Regions from separate parts of the Mus musculus genome. Here region 2 is linked to region 1. A link is a contact called in public promoter capture Hi-C data. All regions are on one chromosome and are shown on one strand. The core of a region is the stretch at or near the end of the contact, and the rest is flanking DNA. Distances in the headings are between cores, read along the strand shown.

Region 1 (5,605 bases), core at 1,973-4,472:
ATGAACATAGTTGAGCTTATATTTGTGGTAGGATAGAGTGTCCTTTGGATATATGCCCAAGAGTGCTATCTGGGTCTTGAGGTAGATTGATTTCATTTTCTGACAAACCACCATATTGATTTCCAAAGAGGTTGTACAAATTTGCTCTCCCACCAGCAATGGAGGAGTGATTTTGATTTGCATTTCCCTGATGGCTTGCAAGTAAAGACAATGGCTGCGCAAGGGCTGGGTGGCCGGCTGCAGAGCACTGAGGCTTCAGAAGACAACAAGGGAAAGGCAGGCTGGGACAACATTTAAAATAAGTTAAATGACAAAGACATCCCTTAGAGATCAAGAGTTCAGTGTAGTTGTGGACTATGCTGTATTTAATTCTGTATCAAATATAGAACAGTAAGTACCTCAAATGTAGGAGATGTTCAGACTGCTTGCTGAATGGACCCAAGAACGATTTTATTATGTAAATAATAGAATCCAAAGCAGGGGTTAGGGTGGGGCAAGGGGGAATGGAGAGCTGGAGTCAAGTAAATTATAATAGGATCTGGGTAGAGCTAATCAGAAACGTGCATAGTGCTGCTAAAGGAGATGTCTGATGTCCCGAGGGACAGAACTATACCTGCACCTTCCTTGCAAGATGTGTATGCTGAAAGCAGAGTAGGGGACAAAGGGTTTCCTAAATGTACCGGATAAGGACCAACGTATAGGCAATTACAGTTTCTTACAGCCATTCCCAACCCTTTAATTGGACCCCAGGAGGAGGGTGGCAAGCATGCAGGTGATTCATAGTTTGAAGGAAATTTGGGAACCCTTGACATAGAAACATTCTAGAGAAAAGAAAATGGCACCTGCCATTAAAGAGCACTCAAAATTCTATTGGACAGGAGGGAGACATTGTGAAGCTGGAGATGGGGTAGAAGAGTCGAGGATGCAGCTGAAAAACTTTACTGAACAAACTACAGAATGCTGTGCCTAATGAAGAAATGAAGGGATATCTTGGGCAAGGAAATGACTTTTTACTCATAAAAATAATCCAGAGAATAAATAGAGAATGAAGAATGTTTCTAAAGAAGACTCCATGGTGTTTAGGGGGCATTTCCATGGCACACATAAGAAAGGGCAGGTTTGGGCATGCATTTGTGCTTCCTAGTGCAGTAGACTGCTTTAGTTAGAAATGGAATGGTACAGGAAAAAAAAAAGCCTTCATTTTGCACTTAAGTTTTATTGTCAAATAACACAGAGCATGTACTCATAACAGACTGCTAGAAATGGAGAGCTCATGTTTTTTTTTTTTTTTTTTAAAAGATTTTTATTTTACATGTATGAATATTTGACTACATACAAGTGTGCACTACATCCACCCCTTTATTTATTGTTATTTATTGTTCTTTTTTTTTTTTTTAATATGTAAGTACACTGTAGCTGTCTTCAGACACTCCAGAAGAAGGAGTCAGATCTCATTGTGAGTGGTTGTGAGCCACCATGTGGTTGCTGGGATTTGAACTCCGGACCTTCGGAAGAGCAGTCGGGTGCTCTTACCCACTGAGCCATCTCACCAGCCCGAGAGCTCATGTTTTTAAAAAAAGTTGTCATGACTAAGTATGGAGGTAGAGGAGTTTCTGATTCATTTATCACTGGAATTTCATCAGTGAGGATATATTTAACAAAGGGGTTGAACACAAATAGATGGAGAGATAGATTTTGGTAAATAATATCTAAAGAAAAAACCAGAAAAGGAGACTCGGGGATAGGAGTAGCTAAACTTTAGTCTTGGGCTGCTATGAGATCTCCAAGAGCTGAAAAAGAAATGTTCTGATTGGATTGGTGGGATATATATTTGCCATCTATTTAGAACATTCAGTCACGGTAACATTCTAGAAAATCTACTGTTGCTTGACTGTACCAACATTAGTAAAACGTAAGTTGCTGAGCCTTAGATTCAAGAAATCGCAAGGGCTGGGAGTTAGCTCTCTGAAAAAACTGTTTGCTGCCCAAGCCTGTGGTGTCTGTTCGAATATCCAGAATGCACTGAAAAAGTATGGTGTGTGGCAATTGTATTCACTTTACTCTTCAGGAGAGCATTTGAGTACCCTTAAGTCACATGGGAGACTATTCAGGTCTGCAGCTGATTGTCACTCATCCACTCTGATTGTGTCCAGTGTCTTGTCAGTAGAAAGACATCCCTTCCTACCCCACCTACAAGGCAAGGCCTCCCCTTAGTTCTAATGAAGAGGCTCGTCAGACATCAAACAGCTCCCTTCATCCTATGACCTAGGAGCTTGCCTCTGCAGTGTGCTCTCCTAACCGAGGAGCGATGTACACTTTAGTTGCATGTATTTTTTTTTTTCCTTACTAGAATTTTAACAAATAATTAAAAGAAGCCTTTAAATTAAAAACAAAAGCCTAATGCTTTCATGGTGAGGGCATTTACTTCAAACTAAAACATCAAGACAATATAGTAATCAGTGTCCCGGTACCTCTCTTGATTGCTATAACATTTTTTTTTTTTGCTAGCATTCTTTTTTTTTTAATTAGGTATTTTCTTCAATTACATTTCCAATGCTATCCCAAAAGTCCCCCATGCCCTCCCCCCACTCTCCTACCCACCCACTCCCACTTCTTGGCCCTGGCGTTCCCCTGTACTGGGGCATATAAAGTTTGCAAGACCAAGGGGCCTCTCTTCCCAATGATGACCGACTAGGCCATCTTCTGCTACATATACATGAGCTCTGGGGGTACTGGTTAGTTCATATTGTTGTTCTACCTATAGGGTTGCAGACTCCTTTAGCTCCTTCTTGCCAGGTCTTTGTTGGCTCCTGGGAATACAGTTACTTAAGAAATCAAGAAATCTTCGTGAGGGAGTTCTCAATTTTGGAGACTCAATGTAGAGAACAGCGAGTGCAGTTTCCAAAAGAGGAGCTAGGTTTTTCTCAAATTTGAGCCCGAGAACCTCAGCTACAAGAATTGAGTTCTACTAAGTCTCTTCTCTTTCTGGAGAGTGCTGGAACCTCCAGGAAGCGCGCAAGTGTCTTCAAGGCCCCGCCTCTCCTGTGGGCCCCGCCCCGCATGCTCGCCTCGCCCCATCGCGGAGTCCCGCCCCACCCCACCGGGGGTCCCGCCCCCGAAAGCCCCGCCTTGCCCCACTACAGGCCCCACCCACCTCACAGGACGCCCCGCCCTCGGTCCTGCCCGCTCCGGACTGACGTTCCCAGCGCTGCCCCGCCCCCTGCCCTTGCGGCGGTGGAAAGATGGCGGAGTTGGACATTGGGCAGCACTGCCAGGTGCAGCACTGCCGGCAGCGAGGTGACGCTGGAAGCCCCATTTTCATCCGCGGGAGACCTGGGCCGGGTTCTGACGGCCGGGGCGGTGGCGGCGGGTGAGGGAGGACGCGGGGCGTGAGCGACCTTCCAGGGTGATACTGGTGGTGTCTTTGTTACTGTTCCTCGGTGTAGGGGCGAACTTTGTGGCTCCCTTGGTTTGCACGCAGATCCCGAATGCACACCTTGCAGACTCCTCGGGGTATCCAGATGGCCTTGCTCAAGAAGCCCTGGTCGGCGAAGCGACTTAGATCAGGACTCCAGTTCCCCTCGGTCCTTACCATTGCCACCGTGGAGCATCCACTTTCCCAGGCTTTTTCTTGATTGATTTTTTATTTTTTTGTCTGACAAATGCGTTGAAGAGCATCAGTTTTCAGCAGTGTGTTCGCAGGTTTTTAGACGTCTTGGTGTTTCTAATATTAACTTAAGCTATTAGTTGCAGATCAGTAAACCACATTTTAGGAAGGTTTAATAAATACTATGGTAATGGTAGACCTTGTCATAAACATAGGCCCTGGTGGTATGCGTCAAAGTTCAGGGTGTTTAGACTCCTATAGCCGGCAAGTCCTTAAAGCGTCAGGCTCACAGTCTGTTAGATCGCACTCCAAATGTGAGCAGAGGGTTTCCTCATGCTGCAGCTTCTGTTAGTTCCTAACAAGGTCTTGAATGCAGCTCTTGGGTTTGGCCTGGATTCCTGCAGTAGGTGATGCCTGCACTAAGCAAAGGCAAGACAGGACGTGTTGTTGTATATGTCCTTTACCATTCACTCAGCAGATCAATTTTGTTTTTGTTTTTTGGTTTTTTTTCCCCATGTAGTCCTTTCCTAGGGAAGCTTGGCTATTTGAATTTGACTGTTAAGTTATATACATCTTGTCAGGTTGATTTACTAGTATGTCTAAATATATCTACCATCTGTGATATAGCTCATCCTTTCCAGTTTCACATATCTGTAGTGTTATTAAGATGAGGCCTATCTCTTGGACTAGCAGAAAGGGGGTGCAGTTAAGTAGGGATATGTGATGCTAAGAAATTATTTTAATCATAACTCTTCCTCCTGGGCTACCTTGAATGGCATATAATACTTGCTTGAACCCTCTAAGTCTCAAAATAGCAAACACAACCAATTTTTCCCATTGAAAGTGACATAATGGGCCAGTGACAAAGTCTGTAATCCAAACCTCGGCGTGTGTCTCAGACAGGAGCATGGCTGTAGGCAGGACCCTCATTCAGAGGCACTAGCCAGGAGTAAGACAGACCCTGCCTCAAAATCACAGTGGGAAGAGAGAACTGATTCCCGAAAAGTTATCCTCCACCCTCCATTTGTGTCAAACAAGAAAACACAACACACACACACAATAATAAGAAAAATAAATCTAAAAAAGTATAAAAATTCTGCAGATTATGTGTTTGAGTTTACATATTGACACATATCTCTAATTTCTTGGCATGAAATTGAAGCTCACAGTATTATGATTCGTTTAATAACAATAGTGATAGCTCACTAGGCGCTTCTCATTCTAGGAAAACATTCGGGCCCTTAGTCTGCAAGCATGATTACCTAGGGGGACCCTCTTGGCATTTTGGATTAAGATACCCTACAAGGTATCTTTTCTGGACTATTAAAGTTCTCTGTAAAGGACTGAGCAGTACTGTCTGGTTGCCATTGTGAAAGCAGTGTGACTGGGTTTGTGTAGCTTATGTGGCCACTTGCTGGGATTCATATATGAGATAGATTGAAGTCAGTTAGAAAGTGACTGAGCCAGGTATGGGGGCTCATACTGTATTTCCAGCACTCTAGAGTCTGAAAAAGGGGGAATGAGGAGTTTAGAGGCCAGCCTTGGCCATATGAGACCTGTGTCAAACAGAAAATAAACACAAAAAAGTGATTGTTTTTAATAATTAGTTTCTATAACTGAGGATTGATACTTGTGTGAACTTTACAAAGTATATGTATATAGACAGCATTAGTATGAATTAACTAATAAGGAATTATAGATATAAGTGAGATTGATACATACACATATATCTATGTGAGAGAGAGAAACATATATACAGCATATACTACATGTATATCTGCGGCTTTATTATTAAGTAAACTACTTACTATTGCTAGATTGATGTTAAATGGTGTCAGAATTAAAACCCAGAATTTTGACACCAAATGCATACATTCTGCAGCACACTGTTCTAAAAAAAAAAAAAAAATACCTAGTAAATCTTGGAAACAAAACAATGGAGAAAAATACCACCATTGTTTTTTTGTTTTGTTTTGTTTTAACAAAGTTACTAAGTAA
Region 2 (6,017 bases), core at 3,045-5,544, 47 kb before region 1:
AGTCATTTGAATTATGAATAAGAATCCCTGCCCATTTCCCTCTCCTGACATCTCTGCCTTTTTCCCTGGAGTTCTGGAAACGTGGGACAACAGAACATTGTGTTCACGGGCATGTGTTCTGGTTCCTGTGTGAGTACAGGTGTGTGTGTGTGTGTGTGTGTGTGTGTGTGTGTGTGTGAGTGTGTGCACGTGCACGACTCACACGTCGAGGTCCCAAGACAACCTCACCTGTCAGCTCTCACCCACCCTGTCTGAGACAGAATCTTTCTGTTATACATGCTACGTGTGCCAGGCCAGCTGCCTGACAAACTCCCAGAGAATCTCCTGCCTTGGTCTACCTCAGCACTGGAACGCTGAGATTACAGTTGCGCACCACAGCCTGCTTCCGGTGGGCTGTAGGTATTTTAATGCAGGTTCTCACACGTGCACAGCAAGCACTTTACCTGCTGAGCCATCTAGCTAGCTAGCTCCATAATACAATACAGTTTAATCTGTAATCCACAAAGATCGCTAGCTGGGCTGTGTGGCAGGCCATGTGTTTGACATGAGTTACAATGACACTAATACTTCTCCAGTCTTCTCTGCATGTCAATGACTGTCACCAGCCCTTAACTCTAAACCTGTGTTTTCCCATCTGGGCTGTCCTTCCCAGAGTGTCTAGGAAGCTAACATTATAGTACCATGTTCCGGCCTCTTGCAACCTACTTACCAGCTTGCCTTGTACTCATCCAAGCTTGTGGCCAGCCTGGACTACATATTGAATGTCTGACTCAAAAATAGACCTAACCGTCCCACTCCAAACTGCTCATTTTACCAATGAAGCCTCAAACTAGGAACGTGAGGTGAGGACAGAGAGAAAGAGACAGGCTACAGAAAGCAAGGCTCCTTGACGACCCCATGAGGCTATGTTCCCACAGAGTCTGTCTTGCATTTGGTTATGTCTGTGAAGCTTTCATGGACGGTTGGTGGCTTAGTTAGGGTTTTCATTGCTGTGAACAGACACCATGGCCAAGGCAACTCTTACAAAGGCTAACATTTAACTGGGGCTGGCTTACAGTTCAGATGTTTTGCCCATTTTCTTCATTTGTAAAATGGCAGGAAGCATGGTGGCATACAGGCAGACATGGTGCTGGAGGAACCTAGAGTTCTATATCTTGATCCAAACACATCAGAATAAGGCTGTCTTCCAAACTGGATGGAGCCTGGGCATAGGAATCCTCAAAGACCATCAACACAGTGACATGCCTCCTCCAACAAGGCCAAGCCTCCTAATAGTGCCACTCTCTATGGCCAAGAATCCAAATATGTGAGTCTATTGGGGCCAAACCTCTTCAAACCACCACATTGGGTCATCCCTGTAATCTTTGAAATGCACTTTCATCAGAGACAGAGTTCTCCATCTTGTCCCTGATCCCTGGACTCATGTCTATTTTGTAGACTAAATTTTGAGTGTTTTGAATCACACTTTAATGCCATCATCCTAGGCAAGTTCAGTGCAGTCCAGGCCTCTGGCACTCAGACAGAACCATAGCAGCCATTGGTCATGCTGATTTAGTGTGGTCCCCTCCGCTCTGGACAGAGTGTACTTCCCCTCATCATAGAATCCATAGTGAAAAGAAAAAGGTCTCATGGAATTCGTGGCTGCTCAAGCATTCACAGAATGTTGTTTTAAACTCTTCTCCCACAGGGCCAGTGTGACAACTCTGTTTCACCCATCTGTTTTCCGTGACTTCCCTCATTTCACTTTGTGGAGAGAGAAGAGCCTGGCTTTTTACCACTGCACAGCTACCACCTAGTAGGATGCCTGGCACACACTAGGAGTTCATTAGTAATCCACGCTTAGAGAGGCTCAGAGATATTTGTATACAGGTTGTTTCATGCTGTAATTAATGACAAGAAGTAAGCCACACACACACACACACACACAGTCAGGCAGCTCAAAAAAACCGAACAGAATTATACATGAACTGACTCAGAGAGCAAGTGATGTGTCAACTTAGCTCCCAAATGTCCTTATCCTTTTTGAATGGCTTTTCTGATGTAATGAAATGAAAGACCTTGGAATGAAAAGACTATCTGTGGTTGTCTGGGTAGCCCTGTGTAACCTGTTTGAAGCAGAGCGCCACCTCTTGGCTATGATAATGAGCTGCAACGTGGTGGCTTTGAAGACCAGAAGACTGGATCGTAGCTTTACTCACGCCTTCATTGTAGCCTTCTGAGACCCTTGAGTGTTTGAATTATTTATGGCCTATAGGATTTAAAAGTGTTTCATTGCAAGCCTCTCCATCCTGTGACGATCGGTTTGTCAGCAACTGGAAACATACAGAGCCTCAATCTCAGCCATTCACAATCCAGAACGGAGCTTTTCTGAATATCTGCTTACAGGAGTGGACAATGGATGCTCACCTAAGTGGATTCTTTCAAGGATTAAAGGCAAGACTGTGGGATACAGTGCAATGCCTATATCCTTCCTGTAAGGTAGGCAGTAGTTCTCTTACCCAAGTCTAGAGTTACGAGGTCCTGCCTCTTCTGTGAAGAGGAGCCAGAGCCCTGGCATCTAAGGCTACTGGTTACAGTAAGCTCGAATCTAATCAAGGTTTCTTAGTCTTCCATAGATTATCCCCTAAGCATAGGCATCGTATTCCGGCTACTGCAGGCACAGCCATATGTAGTAAAAGTTGGGGACGCACTCTCAAGTGCCATTGCCACCTGTAGCATGACCCCAGCAGTTCGCGGTCATGAAAAAGGGCAAACAAAAGCCACCTCAAAGGCCGTAGTTTCTCAGAGTCTCCGTTAAACTATATGATCCGCCCTATTGCCTCGTTTTGAAACGACTATTTTCATTTACAATCCAATTAATAAAATACAACCTGTTCTCAATTTCCCACAATTGGAGACAGATTTTAGTCAGTGCGCCTTCCTAAGCATTTATGATGGGCTTAGAGTGCCTCCTGGTGGCTACTGTGGATAACAGCATAAGATGACATTCTGCAAAGAACTCCCTCCCAACAGAGAATCAGCCTACCTAAGATTAAGATCCCCCAGGTTTCAGATGACTGAGCAGCTCATACTTGATGAACTTGCCTGACCTCGGGGAGATGCATCCCAGGACTTATCTTAGACGACTGACTGACTATGCCAGCTACAAATGGAAGCAGCTAAACCAGTATTCATTCAGTCCATTTTCTTCTCAAAGAATTTCAACAGTGGCTTTCATTTACTGAGACTCTCTTGGCAATTTCTTCTCTTTACCATTCTGATGTGCTTGGCTTTATTTTATCTTATTATCTTATATGTTTTATCATTATCCCTTAGAATCTTGTTTATTTTCTTATGAGAGACAAAAAAGGGTGAATCCGGAGGAGAGGAGAAAAAACCATCACCTGAATATATTATATGGGGGAAAACCCCTATATGCAATCAAACAAACCAAGCAGAGTCGAAACAGAGACATTACCATTACAGAAATAATAAAGAGGATCAAACGGAGCTACTATAAACTAAAAATCAAAAACAAAAAAACATATTCTTTAAAACAAATCCTGGAAAAAAAAGCCTGAATACTTACAACCTTTCAATATTAACTAAAAAATTATAAAACTTGAACAATCATGTGTAATGTAACGGAAGTAATTGAAAAAAATCTCTCATTAAAAAGCAAACAAACAACAAAACCAGTCCGGTGTCTTCAGGTAAACAGAGATGGAAAGCATAGACACACAGCATTTCTCCATACTGTTTTAGCTCCTTGTCTCACAAAACATGACAAAATCAACTTAGGGATGAATTGCTTTGGCTCGTAGTCTGGAGGTGCCCAGTCGTGGTGGGGATGGTCTTGTGGCAGGAGCTAGGAACAGCTGCATGCTGACACCCTGGCAAACTGGCAGACAATAGCTGCTGCCCAGCTCACTTACTTAGTCGCGCTTCCATGAGACTGTGCTGCCCATGATTAGAGCGGGTCTTCCCACGTCTGTAACCTAATCTAGAAACTCCCACGAAGATTTGCCTAGAGGTTTGTTACTATGGTGACCCCCAATCCAGTCACCGCAGCTCCCACCCCCACAAATGCAAAGAAAACACTTGGCCTGCTCACGAAAGAGGGTGTGAGTCTGCGAAACATAAAAGAGACTAAGTGTGAAAGGGACAACACGGAGAATAAGAACGCTATGGACACACCGCACTGAAGAAAGCCACCGGGAAGGGAAGATCTTCACTCCTGTGGGCTGGATTTACACACAAACCAGAAAGGGAAAGTTTCCAGAAGTGAATACAGCAGAATCACAATTTTGGAAAGAGGAGTCACGTGCTTCATGAATCACAGGGTGTCTGCCAGCCCACATCACTTGTCTTAACAGTTACGCTGGGGGAAAGACGGTGAAAATCCTGAAACTGCAATTAAAGTGGTTCTGCAGGAGGCACAGCCCAGAGGCCCGGAAAAACAAACAAACAAACAAACAAACAAACACGGCAGAACCACGTGACCTCCCCACTGACAGCTCAAGTACTGGGAAGACATCCAGCCCAAAAGGTAGATAAGAACGTGGGGCTGGTGGGGCTGGCTACCTAGAGAACCGGAAGTTGAAACTCCTGTAAGGAGTGGCTGACCATCCAGCATAGAAAGAAGATGGATGAAATTATCTTGGAGCAGCACTCGAGTTGAAGGCTAAATAACTTGAGGGAGGGCTGACCCCACTCACTTCTGGGCAGAAATCCCATCCAACAGGATCCCGTCTGACACACCATACAGGTAGGGAATCTAATCTAACAGGTTTGGATTAGAAGCACCAACAACAGCATTTGCTCTGGAACACCTCTCAAGGGAAGGAAGGCCAGGAGGAATCCTCTTATTTTTATTTTGTCAGCCTTGCTTTGGCATAACTAACTTTTCAAGCTCTTGTATTGATGGATTAAGTTTCGACTGTTGTATTTCTGTGCCTCTCCTATCGCATCCTATTTACTGTTTCTTACCTAAACTCATATAGTTTTCCTCTCATACCTATCTGGGCTTCTTTTCCCAGTTACCTTGTTATTCCCACAGATTTGAGGAGAAAGACCACTGACACAAACCATGGACAAACCAATTAAATCAAGCTTTATTAGTTACATAGGCTGTCTTCCGCAATGAGGGGTTTAATAGACCAGCATTGAAGATGGGAAGATGAGGTTTTATAGCTCAGGCATAGGGTTTCCAAATGCCATGGCTGTAAGAGGGTCATAACAAGGTATAACCTAAAGTCAGAACTGTGGAAGCTTCAAAAGAGCAATGAAACTATGGCGAATGTGGTAACTTCTCATTAGCAAGCCAAGAAAAGGAAAAGCAAGAGTTAGGGCCAGAAAACACAACAAAATAGCATAAAGAGCAAGGAGGTTTTCAGAACCATGCCCAAAGGCACGCAGAGCAATCTAGTGTCTATGCAATCTGTGTTTAAACATATCACATGTACACAGGTCTGCAAGGACTATGGCTCACAGTCTTTAAAGGACATCTGAAGTCATAGGCGGAGCCCTGTACATACCCCATCTCCCCTTATGTATATTTATGCTGAAACACACATATACACATACATACACACACATATAGTTTGTATAATAGGCACAGAAAGGACATAATTGAGTAATTCCAACAATATAATACAATAAAATTACATGTGCCTCGATATTTCCTCTTTTAATGATTATCAGGTAAAATAAGGGTTACTTGGTCACAAGCACTGTAATACTGTGGTAATCTGATGGTTAAGACCACCAGTTAGCTGTTAAGCCGGTAGCATATATGGTGTGTACACACAGGACATGCACACATCACATGCCCAGATGCACAAGGCAGATTAGGACCAGCATGTAACTTACAATTCCACTGATTTATGTGTTCACGTGGTAGTCATCCACAGGTAACAGAGACCATAGAAATCAACATGAGGATGAGGTGGTATTCTGTAACAAAACAATAACTACACACATACATCCGATCCCACAGAGAGGCCGAAATGAATTGCCCTGCTTCCAAAGGGACCAGC

The links. Promoter capture Hi-C pulls out the DNA fragments that hold promoters and counts their contacts.
Region 2: a contact with region 1 is called in a promoter capture Hi-C map of hippocampal neurons, with 3 times the contacts expected there. The contact joins the enhancer-like site here to the promoter of Zfand1 in region 1. A contact is called at or near these places in 4 of 39 promoter capture datasets (the SN4741 cell line, hippocampal neurons, macrophages and 1 more), 1 of 15 datasets of contacts at CTCF or cohesin (embryonic stem cells), 19 of 484 Hi-C or Micro-C datasets (the AML12 cell line, Sertoli cells, cerebral cortex and 6 more), 16 of 115 datasets of contacts at active chromatin or transcription factors (the SCID.adh cell line, a beta-TC-6 cell line, embryonic stem cells and 3 more) and 3 of 9 other capture datasets (adipose tissue, liver and pancreatic islet).

Annotation. Positions count from the first base shown.
Region 1 is chr3:10,348,934-10,354,538 of GRCm38.p6, reverse strand. It overlaps Zfand1 (zinc finger, AN1-type domain 1), which reads left to right and starts at 3,222. Exons shown (of 8, transcript NM_025512.3): 1 at 3,222-3,297. The coding sequence starts at 3,243.
Region 2 is chr3:10,397,053-10,403,069 of GRCm38.p6, reverse strand. No RefSeq gene overlaps it. Among named protein-coding and RNA genes, the nearest start is that of Chmp4c, 33 kb to the right of the region's middle. Within about 2 kb of position 4,294, at least 7 of the 459 cell types and tissues checked have an H3K27ac peak or open chromatin away from gene starts, as enhancers often do. A contact at or near this core is called in hippocampal neurons, where this site is marked.